2 separate regions of the Lactuca sativa genome follow, and region 1 is linked to region 2. The links are chromatin contacts, called in public Hi-C maps. All regions are on one chromosome and are shown on one strand. The core of a region is the stretch at or near the end of the contact, and the rest is flanking DNA. Distances in the headings are between cores, read along the strand shown.

The links. Hi-C and Micro-C count contacts between places; a contact is called where the count stands out from the background.
Region 1: a Hi-C map of seed shows a contact between it and region 2, with 7 times the contacts expected there. The contact joins the promoter of LOC111893238 here to the promoter of LOC111916146 in region 2. A contact is called at or near these places in 2 of 4 Hi-C or Micro-C datasets (leaf and seed).

The regions. Positions count from the first base shown.
Region 1 is chr5:95,135,093-95,137,920 of Lsat_Salinas_v11, forward strand. It overlaps LOC111893238 (sec-independent protein translocase protein TATA, chloroplastic), which reads left to right and starts at 1,295. Exons shown (of 2, transcript XM_023889302.3): 1 at 1,295-1,778. The coding sequence starts at 1,452.
Region 2 is chr5:94,862,498-94,865,404 of Lsat_Salinas_v11, forward strand. LOC111916146 (disease resistance protein RUN1) reads right to left here and starts at 1,358. Exons shown (of 5, transcript XM_023911780.3): 1 at 840-1,358; 2 at 1-396. The coding sequence starts at 1,318.

The sequences.
Region 1 (2,828 bases), core at 45-2,544, 270 kb after region 2:
CAAAATATTATTGTACTGCCATGCATAATAATTTTAGGGTAATATATATGACTATTGTCAAAGATCCTTTAGAATTGATTTCTCAAGATCATCATCCTAGGATTACAAAGTTAGAATAACGTGAATGGGGTAGCTAGGTTATTTAAATGTTGAAGATTATATAATTAAAGATTATAATATTGTGGGTTGAAAACCCTATGTGCTCACCAGGTTTCCCAACCTAACCCACTCAGTTTCTTTGTATTACAGGTAACGATACGAAGGTACTGATATATAATGTAATTATCTGGCGAGAGATTTAAGGAATTCGTAGGTTGCAAGAATATTGATGTAAGGTCTGTTTATGCTTATGTTTTGTATCAGTTATGATATCTCTAGTTTTAATAATCAATGAAAAACATTTCTCTTTGGGAATACATTTTATGGGACAAATTCTGCATTTATAAAGATCACTCTGATTTAAAATAAGCATAAAGAAAAAGTTTTACAATTGGCAGTAGGGGATGTCACAGTTCATGCGCTCCAATACATATGCTTCTCTCTTTACTTTGACTACAAATTGTCATCAAGCCAGCCACATGAAGCTGTGTGTTCCTGGTCATTCATCTTTCACTGGTCTCGGAGAATTGAACGTTACTCCTACTCTCTACATCCATATTTAAGAATTCTCATGACATAACATCACAATCGTTTCTCCTCTGTGTCTCTCTTGTGTCACAACACTAATGAACGACTAACCTTGATGTATAATATGTGTATCTATATAACGTATATATGTTTTAGGTTTGAGGCATATAATGCGAATGGGAAGCAAGAACGTTTAACTAAGGTTATTACCCCCTTACTTCTCATGTTCCCACAACGATCAAGTGAGAAAATGAAAGAGATTGCACAACTGTTGTGAACTGATATTACGGTGTATGATCTCTGGTGATTGTGTTATATATAATCCGACAACAACAAAGTTAATAAAAAGTGTGGTATTTTTTGAACATTTTGAAAATTTCGTTACGTTTTTAAGTCATTTTTCCATTTACTTGAAGCAACCGGTTACCACAAGGTTTTATTTGGACAAATACGTACTTCGTTGGTATTCTATGTACAAATAATATATTTTAATGTACTAAAAAAAACAACAGTGATACTTTTAAATATTTTGAAAATAAATACAAATGGTTATCTACCGTAACCGATTCAATGGTATTTTGTGTTGTAAAACTTCCTTACCTTTCTCCGTTTCATCTTTTTACCATTACATGACATTCTGCTATATAACTAACTGATAACATATACATAGATGTTTTAGGCATATAACGACGTCGTCCTGGTCAGGCACAAAAATCCTTCCCACAGTTTCCTCATTCATTTATCCAATAATCCATTTCCGATAACCACACCACCACCACCACCAAAAGTACAAACCATCCACCGCCGCCCAAGACCAGTCGTAAATGGCGATTTCCTCCGCCGCACCAACTCTCACCTTACCCTACACACCATCCATCATAAATCGCACTTCACCATCAACAAAAACCTTATCCTTTTCTTCTTCCAATTCATCTTTCTTCACCAACACCCTCAAACCCTTGACCATCGCCCATGGAAACAGATCCAATCTGCTCAATGGAAAGAAAAAGGGTTTATCTTGTACCTGCTTGTTCGGACTTGGAGTGCCGGAGCTTGTGGTTATTGCTGGCGTCGTCGCCCTCGTTTTCGGTCCCAAAAAGTTGCCGGAGGTTGGCCGTAGTATTGGGAAAACGGTCAAGAGCTTCCAACAGGTCTCTTTACTTCTTTCATCGATTATCACGTATCTATTGATTAATATCGATTGCTTATTTGAACTACAATTTCATGTCATATTCCAAATAATTGACACTCACGAAACACTGAATAGAATTTGAAGATGAATAATTGACATATAATTGAATCAAATCAGATCATACGATTTTGCTCATCAAATGGAAACCACTTTATTGAAAGGTTTCATTGTGTTTCATTATTTGAGTTACAGCAACCTGATTGCATTCAGACAATTCCTTAATAGAGAAGGGAAACGAGTCTTTTCTATTAAGTCATTTACAAATTTTTGCTCATTTATTTTTTTCCTTCTATTTCTCAAAGTTTGATTTCATTTTCTCAATATTTTAAATTGTCATTTATCCCATATAGAACACCAATTCATGGAAAAAAGAATAAAAATCTACCTAATTATAACAATGTCATCCAATTAAAAAGCAATTTTCACTGCTATTATTAGGTAAGCTTTTCATAGTAAAATGCCATGATACTTTTTTTTTTAAACCACAATGTTATAATTCAGTATATATGTTAAAGTACAATGTTTTGATAACAAAAAAAAAATGAAAGTAAGAAATGAAACTATGATTAACAAATAATGAAAGTGTGTTGCTATTTCATGTATCTATCCCTAATTTTAATAACACTCTTCTCAACTTCTTTCCTTTTATAACTTACTTCGAGAAGAAGAGAAGGCGCACGATATTAATTTTTTTTAAATTTTTTACAATATTGACATTTCTTAGGGTTTGTCAATTTCCACTTTTGGAAAGGGCCGACCTTTTATTTGTGCTCAAAGTTTATATTATTGCTACTTATATAAACGCATATTTGAACGTCACTTGATTGTAGTGTTTTTTATCATCAAAATCAAAGTCTTTAGCTTGAATGATACACAACCGACCCCTAATACAAGAAGAACGACTTAATACAGAAAGTCAGATAAATAAGGCTTTCCCCATTAAGTCATAACTCATTTTCCCACGCGTGATATCATTATTTGAAACAAGTTCTAAAAATCATTTTTGACA
Region 2 (2,907 bases), core at 108-2,607:
CCACCCATCCTCCTCTTCATCATGTTTTTTCCGTCATAAACACTACTAACAGAGATGCTCTGATCATTGAAGACATCAGAAAGAATTTGGTTTTGTAACGACTTCAAACCGGACAAAGAAGCTTTTGAAACTTCCCTAACATTCTCAACGAAGCTTTTACCTTCGAATTGAAAGGATATTTGATCAAAAACAGCCCTGGCTAAAGTTGTCTTCCCACCACCTCCCATTCCCTTAATCCCGATCATGCGAACATCATTTAAACTAGTTCTTAGAGATGATAACACATCATAGACCCGGGTCTCCATGCCTACTAACTTTTCATCAAAGCTGAAATCAATGGATCTTAACTCTAGTGAAATTTCTCCAACAACTTTTTGGATGAACTTAGCTTCATGCCTGTATTTTAAAAAAAGATTTAACTAGCTTACTTTCAGATCCAACCTACAAATATAATAATGTAATAACATAGAATTTGACAATACAACATGAGAAGCCATTTCCAAGCCCTTTACATCAAGGATAAACTCAGATTACCAATAAATAAATAAATAAAACCCAATAAAAGAATATTCTAATAAATAACTTCACAATGTTTTTTCGCTTAGGGTTTGAATTAAACAAAACGCTCTCCGACACCTATTTCTCGTGAAATTAAGAAAATACTGAAATTGGAAGGTAGCTGAATTGAAATAATAATGATTAGCAACTATTTAGTTGTTTCGAGCCGGAATTCTAAGAAATTGGATATTAATGGTGCTTGTATAATGTGTTAAACTTGATAAAATCGACCACAATCAAAACAATAACGCAAAAAAAAAATATGATGATGAAGTGATTACCTATCGGCAGTGTTCTTCAACTCCCACCCAGCCAGATCCGCTGCTTCTTTCAGAGCATCCCTCCATTTCTCTGCAGCCTCTTCATTTTCATGCTTGGCAAAGGCTTTTTCAACTGCCCCTCTTTGTTTGCGGACTTCCGATGGTTCCACATCATAGAAAACAGGATAGGCGGTATGCTCGTTGGTCTTGTGACATTCCATGATCTTCACAAGCTCATCCAAGCACCAAGAAGAAGAGGCATAGTTCTTCGAGAAAACAATGATGTAGAGTTTTGAGTCTCCAATGGATCTGATGAGCTCATCACAGATCCTTTTGCCCTTTCTGATTCTGTCATCATCCTTGTAAGTGTGAATGCTTTTCTGCTGAAGAGCATAATAAAGATGATCAACGAAATTTGTACGAGTGTCTTCACCTCTAAAACTCAAAAACACATCATACTTGAAACTCTTGTAAATGGATGAAGTAGAATAAGACGCCATTGATGAAGTAGAAGAAGACACCACTTACGCCTTGTTCCCGAGTTTTTTTCGCAAATTCATTATTATTAAAGGAATAAAGGACATGGAAGGAAAATTTTAAGGAAGGTGAAAGAAAATATTAATTATTATGTGTTGCCAGTTTTTCTGTGTTCCAGGAAATGAATGGAAAATTTTAACTTTTATGTCTCCGAGGTAGGAGGAAAAAAAAAATAAAACTTGAAATTTTCCTTCCCCTTACTTTCTTCTCAAATCCGTCCAATTTGGAAGGAAAATATGGCTCCAAAATCCTTCCCCTCCCCTCACTTTCCTTCCATTAATGAAACTCGAGATCACAGTTTTCCTTCGCCACCCCTCACTTTCCCTCTGTATCCTCCCATTTTTCTCTGTAAGTAGAACTCAGGAACAAGGCGTTAAGGATTATATAAATTCTAAGTCTTTGTTGGAGAAAATATATTCAAAACAATTGCAAAGAAACTCAGAGGAGATAAAGTGAATAGCCCAGAAACGATGTTTCTGCATCGGGAATGTGAAAGTTAATACAATATCTCTCTCGATATCTCTCTCTCCGTTTCAATGCGGAAGAAGACAGAAATTGTGATTTTAGTTAGACTAAACTGCACAAATGGTCCCTGTGGTATGTCGAAAATTGCCATTTTGGTCCAAAAAAGTTTAGACTAGCACCACCGGTCCAAAATTTTGATTTTGTTGCGAGTTTGGTCCAATCTATTTTGAATCTTTTTAAAATGACATATTTGCCCTTGTCAATTCATTTTTTTTATTTTTCTTTTATTACAATAACTAAAAAGGAAATAAGAAATAAAAACAATACTACTCTGCCTCCTCCTCTTTCTCATTTAACACAAAACACTCAATTTCTCTTTCTTTGTAGAAGAGCATCTCCGACACCACTATCGACAGTCAAGCCATCACCGCCTTCATCCCCCCATCGTCTCTGCCACCACCAACCCCCGACATGAAAACCCTTTAAACGGATATATGTAAACCAACCCCTTGAAACACCGTCGTAGTCCTTCGTCTTGCACCCAACGTTGTTTCCTTCGCCTCTCCGGAAAAAATGGTGTCGCCCTTCGTCTTCATCCGACTGAGCTTCAATAGATCGAACCAGAGAAGGACAGCTCCGGTGGTTGTTCATATCTGAAACCTCCCTCCCAAACGACTGCCGCTTTTTCGACTCGTCTTTCCAGATCTGAGCCTTAGCGTCATTGTTATAATCGTTGCCGGAGATATCACTGGCAATATTGATGTTCCAGATCTGCGACCAAGGCCGACGGCTACGAAAAATGGGGTTAGAGTTTCCAGGTGACGAGATTGGTTAGAGAGGGTCGGTGGAAACATCAGTTATTGGCGGCGGTGTCCCACATCAGCGGCTACCTGCTATGGTGGTCGAAGGTTGCTCCGGCAGTCTCCGGACTCGTTTTTGGTTGGGTTCTGGTCGAAATTAGTGGAGAAATCGAATGGGAGTGGTGTTTGGTGGTGATTTTCAGTCGAGAAGAAGGGGTATAAAGTGGTGGTCGGACTTTCATCAACAGTGGCGAAACAAGAAGGTGAAGACGGTGGCGGTGGGTGGA